Linked DNA regions of Sus scrofa: all the other regions are linked to region 2. A link is a contact called in public Hi-C data. All regions are on one chromosome and are shown on one strand. The core of a region is the stretch at or near the end of the contact, and the rest is flanking DNA. Distances in the headings are between cores, read along the strand shown. Region 1 holds the start of HOXA1 (homeobox protein Hox-A1). Region 2 holds the start of SKAP2 (src kinase-associated phosphoprotein 2). Region 3 overlaps SKAP2 (src kinase-associated phosphoprotein 2). Region 4 holds the start of HOXA5 (homeobox A5).

Region 1 (2,700 bases), core at 10-2,509, 160 kb before region 2:
TCCACCATCAGCCATCTGTCCACTGCCCCTCCCACCTGCCAGCCCCCACCCCCACTTCAGCTGTGCAGTAGAATGGGGGGGGGGTGGATGAAGGAAGCTCTAGCACGCCTAACATTCGCCTCCAGGAAACGAGAAACGTTTCTGGGGGTGGCGGGGTGGGAGGGGAGGTGGAGGGGGAGTTCATCGTACTTCACTGTGGTCTCGCCCTTTGAGGCCCAGGTCGGTGTACACAGGCTCCTGGGTCCTAGGGAGCCGGCAGATGGCCTGCAGCGCACGGCCCGGCCCCCACGCTGGCCACGTCGGCTAGCGTCATCTCTCTCCCCCGCCTCCTACCCCTCAAAATCCGGCAGCAGAGTTGCTCCGGATCCCGCAGGGCTCCCAGAACAGAGCTGAGTGGGGAGGAGAAAGGGGCGGAGAGCGAGGAGAGAGGGAGGGCGAAGAGCCGGGCCACCCCCGGCCTTTTCCGGCAAGCTTAGCTCCCAAGGTTCACCCGTTCCCGAGCATCGAATTACAGCAGCTCCCCGTTGCCACGCTAACAGCTCGTGGGGGTGGGGGAGGAACGGGGGCTTCAAGACCCTACAGGGAGAGGGAAGTTTCCTTTCTTGCGCTTGTCCCCTCCACGCCCACTCGGGTTCCCCCAGCCAGCCCTCTGCGCACTTCCCTCTCCTTCCGGAGACCTGGTGGTGGCCCAGCCTCGTCCCCCGCCACCGTTCTCGGCTCTCCTCACTGCCCCCAAGGCATCACAGAAGGGACGGCAGTGAAAGCGCCCGGGGAGCGACCCTTCCAGTTCCTCGCGTTCCGGGCTCAGCCAGTGTGCAAGTGGCGGCCCAGCGAGCTCCCTCCCACTGACTCCCGACCCAAGAGAGCGCGGAGCCCTCTTGGCGTCTCACCTCTTGCCAGTTCCTCTTTCTGTGCACGGTGGGGAGGGGGGCGGTGACCGAGGATGGCTCTCAGCCCCCACCTCCCGGAGGGGGGCGATCGGAGTCGGCCACTCGCAGAAGGCAGCCCCTGCTCCCCTTCGCCCCAACGCTGGGAATCTGCCCCTGCAGCCGCCGCAGCTGCTGCTGCCGCCCGGGCTGCCTGGGGGGGCGACTGCGCGTCACCTAGACTGAGGAGCGCCGGGGATTTAAATGCCACTGAAAGGGTGATCCATCACCGCAGGAGCCAGCAAACTTTCGCAGGAGGCTCCGCCATTGGCTGAGAGAGTCACGTGCCCCTCCCCTAGCGCCCTCCGCCCTCCCGCCCCCCCTCTTGCGCACTGTACATTCATATCATTTTTCTTCTCCGGCCCCATGGAGGAAGTGAGAAAGTTGGCACGGTCACTCAGGGCTTCGCAGGACCCGGTCACTCAGTGACAGATGGACAATGCAAGAATGAGCTCCTTCCTGGAATACCCCATCCTCAGCGGTGGCGACTCGGGGACCTGCTCAGCGCGAGCCTACCCCTCCGACCATGGAATTACAACTTTCCAGTCGTGCGCGGTCAGTGCCAATAGCTGTGGCGGCGACGACCGCTTCCTAGTGGGCAGGGGGGTGCAGATCAGCCCGCCCCACCACCACCACCACCACCACCACCATCACCACCCCCAGCCGGCCACCTACCAGACTCCTGGGAACCTGGGGGTGTCCTACTCCCACTCGAGTTGTGGTCCAAGCTACGGCGCGCAGAACTTTGGCGCGCCTTACAGCTCCTACGCGTTAAATCAGGAAGCAGAAGTAAGTGGTGGGTACCCCACGTGCGCTCCCGCTGTTTACTCTGGAAATCTCTCATCTCCCATGGTCCAGCATCACCACCACCACCAGGGTTATGCCGGGGGCGCGGTGGGCTCGCCTCAATATATTCACCACTCATATGGACAAGAGCATCAGAGCCTGGCCCTGGCCACGTATAATAACTCCTTGTCCCCTCTCCACGCCAGCCACCAAGAAGCCTGCCGCTCCCCTGCATCAGAGACGTCTTCTCCAGCGCAGACATTTGACTGGATGAAAGTCAAAAGGAACCCTCCCAAAACAGGTCAGTCTTGCCCTTCCATGAATGATCCTTGATTATTCAGGAAGGAGCCGGTATGCTTAGTTTCCAAGGAAAATTAATCAAGGTTTTGTTTTGTTTTTTTCTTTAAAATTCTTGCTTCCCACCGGTGTTGTAGGGTGTTGGGAGGCTGCCCAGGTGTGGTTGGCACAAAGGAACATCTGGGATTGTTGTGTTTCCAAGGGGGCTGAGTTTTAGAGGTTTTGGAAGTAGGACGTGGGAAAGTGGGTAGGTGTGTATGTGTGTGTTAATATCTCCAGGCTCCATTAATCACTGGTCTGACCATGCTAATGGGTGACTTCAGATGAACGCTTTACACCTCATCACTCACCCTCCCAAGCCCGGCTTGTGTTGAGAAATTCTTGATTCCCCCTTTGCCTGAATCTTGCTCTGAAGCCTACAGGGACTCTCATATCGAATATAAATTTTTTCCCCTTTTTTCCCCATCGCTTCCCCTTGCCCTCAGGGAAAGTTGGCGAGTACGGCTACGTGGGTCAGCCCAACGCGGTGCGGACCAACTTCACCACCAAGCAGCTCACGGAGCTGGAGAAGGAGTTTCACTTCAATAAGTACCTGACGCGGGCCCGCAGGGTGGAGATCGCCGCGTCCTTGCAGCTCAATGAGACCCAGGTGAAGATCTGGTTCCAGAACCGCCGAATGAAGCAGAAGAAA
Region 2 (2,700 bases), core at 193-2,692:
TTGATCCAATCCAAAAAACTGTCTATTCGATACAGTAGTAAATCACCTCAATTCCTTTGTGGAATGAGTGGAGTGTAAATAAATAAATGAGACATGAGAAAAAAATTCTGGTCAATTGTATCAGAAAGAAATAAAAGATAGGAACATTTGGAGGCCTGGTTTAATAAAAAATATGACAAGGAATTGTATGTGATAGCTGTAAAGAGAGGAAGAATCCTTACTAATATAGTATGTCCATAAAGCAGTTTCTCCCTTCTCTAGGAAGGAAGACGATTTTGTCATTTAAGAATAATTATCAATTCTTTGAAGTTGGAGGATCTATGTTGTAAGATGACTCTTATTCACTTTTACCTCCAGCAAAAAGAATTCAGATTTTCAGCACTTCTTCTAATATTTCTAAAACTGAGTAGGAAGTTCAGATTCCATTTTAGGCAATAGGTATGTTTGGGGGTGTATTTTTTGTTGTTACTTTGCATTTTTTTACATCAGTGGTGGTAAAATTGTCTTTTATTTTATTTTGAGAGAACTCCAAAATGTTCTCATTCTTCCTTTTGCAATTAGTGTTTGGTGTGGTTCTTAGAGAATTATACTAAAATGACTTGCATGTGACTACTTAATTTTTTTACTATTTTACTGTCTGACATTTTCGGTATGAAATATTAATAGAGCCATTACTCTGTGTCAGGTTTTGGGTTCCAGGTGGGGATGAAAGGCAAGTTATAACAAATTTTGTGTTCTGTAGGAGCTGGAAAGTAGTAAAGTGATTCTCAACATCAAATTCCAGGATGTCTAGCATCAGAATCACATTCAGGGCTTGTTTAAAATGCAATCAAGTCTCACGCTAAACAGCTAGAAAGCAGAATTTCTAGAAGTGGGACTTTGGGATCTGCACTGTAATAGTTTCCCTCTGAATTTAATGAAAACTAAAATTTAGTGAGGGTTGAAGGATAGAAGAATAAACAATTTACGTTGCGACTGGCGCTACAATACAATCTTCAAAGCACAATAGTAGCATCTAGGAAGGACCATTGCCATGGCAGTTTTTACCTAAAGAAAAAAAATTCCCTACACACACACACACACACACACACACACACACACACACACACACACAGACTTTCTGGGGTTTTTAGAAAAATCCGGTAAGAAGATTTAGAGAGGAGACAATAAGTATTTGTTGATTAAACGATCAGCTTGGAGGGAACAGATACTATAATTCTGTTCCAATATTCTTTTTGATGCTTATAGGTGGACAGTGGTACCTATCTCTGTTCAGCTTTTTGTCCTGAGAGCTCTCTCCTGCTCGTAGCGAGGGCAATCGGTCCTCCCAAGCGTCTGAACCAGGTAGGAAAGAGTGTAAGAGCCAATCGGAGCGCTCTCCGGCGCCGCTCCCGGCCGGCTTCCTCCGGGAGGACTGGCGGAAGAAGGGACTCTCTTACCGTCATTCAGTCAGACAAAGACGACCACAGGGGTTTAGGGAGGTCGAAAACTTCAGGTGGGGCACTATGCGAGGTTTTAAACCTCGGCGGAGCTGATGAAAGGCCAGTAAGTCTCTTAACCGGGAAACCCGGAGGCCCTTTCGGCACCTTATTTTCCGGGATCGTGGAGAAACGGCCCGCAGTCGTGGCGGTGCCAGGGACCAAAATGGCGGCGCGGCGCTTCAGCCCCCGGGTCAGGTGACGCAGCCCCAGGCCGCTCGCTTCCCACCAGCCGCTGCTCCTCCCTCGTCCCCTCGTAGGGGCGGGTGTGGCCTGACCGCGGACTCTTTTCGGAGGCGAGGCGCACCGAGGGACACACATGCGCAGTCAGGGTCCCTTCGGGCCACCGCCCCGCCCATCGCCCCGCCCCGAAGTGCCGGGCGGGGCTGGGCCAAGAGTCCAGCCGCTGTGGCCAGGACTTCAGCGACTTCCTTGTTGTGAGCCTTCGCCCGGCAGTGTCCGGACTGGTAGGCACGCCGTCCTTACAGGGATCGCTAGCCCGAGTCTAGGTCGCAGCCACAACCCCAGCCCGTTTCAGCACAGGTCCTTCCCCCGCACGCTCCGCGCTCCCTGACATGCCCAACCCCAGCAGCACCTCCTCTCCCTACCCCCTCCCCGAGGAAATTAGGAACCTGTTGGCAGGTAAAAAGCGGGAAGGGGGCGGGTAACGCGGCGGGGGCGGGGGGACGGCGAGCCGATGGGGACAGAAGCGTTCAGCGTCTCTCCTCTTCCCTGCCCGCGCTCACCTCTTCTGGCCATTGGGAGCGGGACTGGGAGGGGGCAAGTGGGGTCTGAGAAGGAGAGTGGGCGTGCGTGTTGAAATTTGGTTCGAGGATGGTGGCGAAGCCCTGCTTGGTGGGCTACACTAAGGCGATCAGGGCAGTTCTTTGTGTGTGTGTGTGTGTATGTGTGAGTGTGAGTGTGTGTGAGAGAGAGAGAGGAGGGAGGTGAGAGATCAAAGAACTAATTCTTTGGTCGCTGGACCGATGAGGAGAAAGAGATTTCTGAGCTACAGGCGTTAGGAGTTAGGGGTTATGGGACCACAGGGTTTGTCATTTCTAAAACTCCCATCTTTCTTGAACATTCAGTCTACTCATATTTGAGCTTTTCAAAGAGGGCCTGACTTTCAAATAGCCACTTGTCTTCAGCCTGAGTAACATGTTAAAACAAAAAAGGAAGGATGTGTTAAAGTCCAACTTCCTGTGTCACACGACGAAAGTAC
Region 3 (2,700 bases), core at 197-2,696, 140 kb after region 2:
TAGAAACAAATGATGTATGGAAACTGTTTAAATCTAAGTAGAGAAATGTTACATAAATCATGAGTCTGGGAGTTTAATGTGCTTTGTTGGTTAGAGAAATATCTTGGACTTTTCGGGAAGATAATATGACTTGTTAGATACAAAAGGGAATTTGGAAATAAGGTCACTTATTGATTTAAACACTAGTTGACTGGTGCGTAAAACATACACAGAGAATCTTCGAACATTCCAGTGAGAGATCTTAGGGGTCATGTATCTATCCTTGGTTTTACAGATGAGGGAACTTGGGTCAAAAAAGCACCAGAGCCAGTACTTAACGAGGCATCTTGACTCCCAGACCAGGGCTTTCCACTCTTTTTTTTTTTTTTTTTTTTTAGCTTGTATCTATCTTCCTTCCTTTTTTCCCCCTCCCTTCTTTCCTTCCTTCCTTCCTTGTGTTTAATTTAAACTATTATAAAGTACCTATAATGTTCGGGGGCCCCTTGTAGGCACCAGGAATCCAAAGAAAATGAGATATAAGGACTTGTAGATTATCAAAGGGAAAATAGTAAATACAGCCAAGTGCGATAACTGCTAGTTGAGATGCCCAAAGCTAAGACCTGTCTCATTTCTCTCAGTCCTTTGCTCACTCGTATGGGGTTTTTTTCTGTTTTGTTTTGTTTTAAGAAAGATGCTTTCAGTTCTTGGAAGCTATAAATAGCCATATTAACAACTCTTGGATTAAGCCTATTACAGAGCATTCAGTAGTCAGCTTTTTGAGTTGGTTCCCTAATATAGAAAGCAAACTGATTAGTTTCAGTTCTGGACAAGAAACTTTCTTGGAATCATTGCTGAAATTTACTTAGCTCACAGTTTCTTTTACCAATTTGGCAGTATAAAATTAAATTGTGTGTAAAATTGCATATAAAATTAATTCTATTCATTCATAAGTGATTGGTTTCCACTTGGAATTTCAGACTACGGGGATAAAAGGCAGGTAGCTATTCTGTTCCTCTGGTAAAAAAGGAACCTTCCAAAGCCCATGTGGGTCTGCCCTCGAAGTCTGCTTGATGACTCAAGCTGCCTTTGTTGCCGAAAGCCTCAGAGAACCAGGCTCTGGGACAGGCTGGCAGGCAAGCCCCTTTCACTTGGCTTGTGTTATTTCTACCATCGCCTCAGAAAATCATTTTCAGTGGATGTGAAATTGAAAGTACAATCGTCGGTGTGTATCAGGTTTCTAGGATTCCGGGGACAGCTATTCCTGTTCCCCCAAACCTGTTTTGTGGAGATTATAATTTTATATGTTCAGCCTGTCGTAGGGCGAAGGCCAGTGTGTGATCCACTCGTAGGAAGAATATACTCTCATCTAAAATTTCTAACGGCTATTATTTGGGTGTGGGCTGACCAAAAATACTGCCTTTATCAGCCTTTCACAAGGCTTAAAGTTCCGCCGTTGGCATTTCATGAGAGGCCTTCTAGCGAGGGCCATTTTATCTGGAGCTCATTGTGGTTTTTGAAAGAGGACTTGGTGCTGTGCAACGCCAGCATAGCACCGCGTTGGCTGGATGATCAAATACCCACATCTACCCAGCTGCGGTCCTTATACAATTGGGCAGGTTGGTCTTGGTGAGGGTGAAAGAGAGGAGACTTGGTTTTCCTCTGTGGAATTTGGACAAATTGTGGGCCATGGATGGGCATCTTGGCTGTTGTTTGTCAGGTTGCTTTGGGAGTCAGGATGTGTTTGGAAAGACTCTTCCCTACGCGGCTTTGGGCAAGTTCGGATAGGAACCTCTGGAGACTCTAATTTTATATTTGCTTGGTCTTCCAGTATTTAATCAAAACTTTGGCAAAAAATGGCCACAAAATGATATCATAAATTTATTTAATATGTGCATGACCATGGCAGTTTGAATGCTGGGTGTTATTATAAATTCAGAACTCAAGGCTCTGAGAACAAGAGAGCCAACGATTGCTTTAAAGGGCCTGTTTTTAGATCAAAGTAGGGCTGATGCTATATATCAGTAGGTTTTTTTTTAAAGTTCAGTAAGTATAGAAATCACTAGCATTGTTAGGTGCCTAGAAATTTGTTTAATCGTTTGTAGAGTTAGATTTTGTGATGAAGGAATGCAATTTTGCCATTTGAATTTATTTTTTACACCATCTAGTGGCTCAGAATGAGTGGTGCAGGTAATTGCAGCTAATGCGCACAATCAAAATGATGTCATAAATCCAACTTTAAATCTAGCTATGGGTTATTACTTTCCTATCTCATGTCAATAAAGTATAAGCATTAATCATGGAAATTCTTTTCATCATTCTGAATTAAATGTAAAAATTGTATACTTAAGGAAGAATGCATTTTAAGGAGTCTAACAGTATTTAGAGAGATGTTAAAAATGTGTATTTAGTAAAAAAAAAAAAAAAATTAGTGCCATGTCCTTTCTAATGAAAAACACCATTTAAAAGATTTCGAAGAAATACAACTTGCCTTTTTCAAATGGACTGATCTAGAGTTTGTGGTATTTAATTATCCATTGATTTGACTCACCTTCTGGGAAGTTGTTAGTTCTGAAAATAATCTTTTTGAAAAAGACAACACAAGATAGGTTAAGAAAAGATGTGTTCTTTCAGTACAAATATTTAGATAAATCAGGAAACAAAATGGCATGCATTATAATAAAGAGTATTTTAACTTTATAACTGTAAGGACAAACATACTTA
Region 4 (2,700 bases), core at 107-2,606, 210 kb before region 2:
GCCTTCGCCTGCTCCCCAACTTTTCTTCCCGCCTGCTCCCATCCGGGGGGCTTCCGCAGCTTCAGGGGAACCCGGCGCTTTGCAAAGGTCTGAGCATTTATTTCGTACAAGGAAACAAAACAAAACCAAACCACACACAGCCAATCCCAGCGGTGGAGCGGGGCGCACTGCACACGCAGCCCCGCTCGCCAAGGCTGCCCAAGCCGGCTCCAGATCTCAGGGCGCGCCCCGAATCCGTCCCCCGCTCTCGTGTCAGCGCCTCTGCACGCCTCTGAGCTCGGGGCGCCGGGGCGCGGGAGAGGAAAGAACCCTCGGGCCGAGCCCCTTTTAGAGGCTGGGCGCTTCCGCCTCGGTTCCTCGCCACCAAGTCCCGGAGGGCATCGCCACATCACCTCGGACCACTGGAAAGAGGGGGCCTCAGGGCTGGGGCCCCAGCACTGCCGTGGCCTCCTAGGCCGCCCCCAGGCAGGAAGGAGCGCGAGGAACAAAGAGGGCGGGAGAGAGCTAGTCTCTCGGCCCCGCGCGCAACCGTCCGTGGAAGAGAAGCAGCCTCAGCGCAGCCGAGCCAACCTGGGCGCGGGTGGAACTTTACAGCCCTGGGAACGACTGGGCTCCCGAAGGCTCCGAGCTCCGGATCCCGGCTCCCTGCCTCTGACAGTGCGGGCGCTGCCACCACAACAGCTTTCAGGACCTAAGGAGGGGGCCCTGGGCTAAGGGAGCGGCCAGAGTCCTGGTTTCCAAACGTGCCAGGGGCGCCTGCGTTGCCTGGCCTTCGGCGGGGAGACCGAGCCCACCCCCCGTGCCTTTAGGCTGTATTTATGACTTACTTTCATCTTACAGAACCCAGGAGGCTAACTACGGAGATACTAGACACTGCCGCAACATGCTTTCGTTAGCGCCCTCGTTTTACTCTTGGAGGTCTAAGCAAGACCCTAATAGCTCGACCCATGGATCTCTCGCCCCTAAGCAGCTTCCGAGGCTGCGGGGAGCCTGGGCCCACTCGCTGGGTTCACCGAGAATCCTCCGACTTGGGGCCGGGTTGGCTCGAGGAAAGGGACCGGGTGGTGAAGATTCTCCAGGCTGGATACTTAAAGCAAATAAAATAGCAAACTAATGACACGAAAACCGTATTTACACGAAAGAAAAATCGACCCCGGTTATAAAAGTGTATGGAATTTGACCTCGCCTCGGAGAAACACTACACAAAAGCTATCTTTAATAGACGCCTGTCATTTAAGAGCGGCAGGGACACTGTCCCTTATGCGCTCGCAAAAACAGAGCCGTAATTGTAGCTGCTGCTGGCAGGATTTATTTCTCCAATTGGCTCAATGGCCTCCCCCCTTCCCCGAAGGTGATATCTGTATTTTCAAATTTCAGAGCTGCCGGCACGACGGGCAGAACTGACCCCAACCTCGACACAAAAATAAGAGGGGCTGCACAGCGGGGAAATAAAGTTGTTGTAAATAAAATCCAAGTCACCATCTCCTCCCAATCCTCTGCAGCCTCGCCGGGCACGCGATCGGCAGCTGACGGCCTCACAATTGGTACATCCTAATGGAACTGCGAGGGAAATGCAATAATTTTGCCATAATGGGCTGTAACCTCAATTCGACCCCGGCCCTTGCAGCCCCGGGTCGGAAGCGGGGCGATGCGCCCTGCCTCCAGCGGGTGGCGCTCGAGTCCGACTGAACGGCGGCGGCGGGCGGCGGGCACGCGCCTGGGGCGCGCGCGCCACCCCTCTCGCCTCCACCCAACTCCCCCATTAGTGCACGAGTTTACCTCTAGAGGTCATCAGGCAGGATTTACGACTGGACAACAAAAGCACGTGATTCGAAGTCGTACCCCATATTTGGGTGCCTACGTAGGAGGGAACCAAGTACATGTCCCAGTCATTTCCATAATTCATCATAAATTGTGCAAGGGTGCTATAGACGCACAAACGACCGCGAGCCACAAATCAAGCACACATATCAAAAAACAAATGAGCTCTTATTTTGTAAACTCATTTTGCGGTCGCTATCCAAATGGCCCGGACTACCAGTTGCATAATTATGGAGATCATAGTTCCGTGAGCGAGCAATTCAGGGACTCGGCGAGCATGCACTCCGGCAGGTACGGCTACGGCTACAATGGCATGGATCTCAGCGTCGGCCGCTCGGGCTCCGGCCACTTTGGCTCCGGGGAGCGCGCCCGCAGCTACGCGGCGGGCGCCAGCGCGGCGCCCACCGAGCCCAGGTACAGCCAGCCGGCCACGTCCACGCACTCGCCTCCGCCCGACCCGCTGCCCTGCTCCGCCGTGGCCCCCTCGCCCGGCAGCGACAGCCACCACGGCGGGAAAAACTCCCTGGGCAACTCCAGCGGCGCCTCGGCCAACGCCGGCAGCACCCACATCAGCAGCAGAGAGGGGGTTGGCACGGCGTCCGGAGCCGAGGAGGACGCCCCCGCCAGCAGCGAGCAGGCGAGCGCGCAGAGCGAGCCGAGCCCGGCGCCGCCCGCCCAACCCCAGATCTACCCCTGGATGCGCAAGCTGCACATAAGTCATGGTAAAGCCAGCCTTTTTCTAAATCCACGCGGCCGCGGGGGCGCGGCTCTCGGTCCCCCCCTCTCTCCTTTACCGCCCTCTCTCTCCCCGTCCCTCTCCTGGTCTCGCCTCTCCCAGCCCTATGGAACCTTTCCCCGCCGTCCTCCTTCCCCTGCCTC

The links. A called contact is a pair of places that touch in the nucleus more often than the background predicts.
Region 1: a contact with region 2 is called in a Hi-C map of embryonic fibroblasts, with 2.8 times the contacts expected there. The contact joins the promoter of HOXA1 here to the promoter of SKAP2 in region 2. A contact is called at or near these places in 21 of 47 Hi-C or Micro-C datasets (alveolar macrophages, embryonic fibroblasts, epiblast stem cells and 13 more) and 1 of 2 datasets of contacts at active chromatin or transcription factors (skeletal muscle).
Region 3: a Hi-C map of fetal liver shows a contact between it and region 2, with 1.6 times the contacts expected there. The contact joins the enhancer-like site here to the promoter of SKAP2 in region 2. A contact is called at or near these places in 15 of 47 Hi-C or Micro-C datasets (embryonic fibroblasts, fetal heart ventricle, fetal liver and 8 more) and 2 of 2 datasets of contacts at active chromatin or transcription factors (alveolar macrophages and skeletal muscle).
Region 4: a contact with region 2 is called in a Hi-C map of liver, with 4 times the contacts expected there. The contact joins the promoter of HOXA5 here to the promoter of SKAP2 in region 2. A contact is called at or near these places in 3 of 5 promoter capture datasets (fetal liver, fetal skeletal muscle and skeletal muscle), 20 of 47 Hi-C or Micro-C datasets (alveolar macrophages, embryonic fibroblasts, epiblast stem cells and 10 more) and 2 of 2 datasets of contacts at active chromatin or transcription factors (alveolar macrophages and skeletal muscle).

The regions. Positions count from the first base shown.
Region 1 is chr18:45,476,302-45,479,001 of Sscrofa11.1, forward strand. It overlaps HOXA1 (homeobox protein Hox-A1), which reads left to right and starts at 1,260. Exons shown (of 2, transcript XM_003134844.5): 1 at 1,260-2,013; 2 at 2,495-2,700. The coding sequence starts at 1,359. It overlaps LOC106506838 (a long non-coding RNA gene), which reads right to left and starts at 1,115. Exons shown (of 2, transcript XR_001302424.2): 1 at 891-1,115.
Region 2 is chr18:45,635,487-45,638,186 of Sscrofa11.1, forward strand. SKAP2 (src kinase-associated phosphoprotein 2) reads left to right here and starts at 1,443. Exons shown (of 15, transcript XR_002340310.1): 1 at 1,443-2,120.
Region 3 is chr18:45,775,710-45,778,409 of Sscrofa11.1, forward strand. The region is part of intron 11 of SKAP2 (src kinase-associated phosphoprotein 2); the gene reads left to right. Among named protein-coding and RNA genes, the nearest start is that of C18H7orf71, 36 kb to the right of the region's middle. Within about 2 kb of position 1,447, at least 5 of the 83 cell types and tissues checked have an H3K27ac peak or open chromatin away from gene starts, as enhancers often do. A contact at or near this core is called in fetal liver and retroperitoneal adipose tissue, where this site is marked.
Region 4 is chr18:45,428,335-45,431,034 of Sscrofa11.1, forward strand. HOXA5 (homeobox A5) reads left to right here and starts at 1,357. Exons shown (of 2, transcript NM_001195232.1): 1 at 1,357-2,543. The coding sequence starts at 1,982. The region is part of intron 1 of HOXA3 (homeobox protein Hox-A3); the gene reads left to right. HOXA6 (homeobox protein Hox-A6) reads left to right here. Exons shown (of 2, transcript XM_005673298.3): 2 at 1-1,613.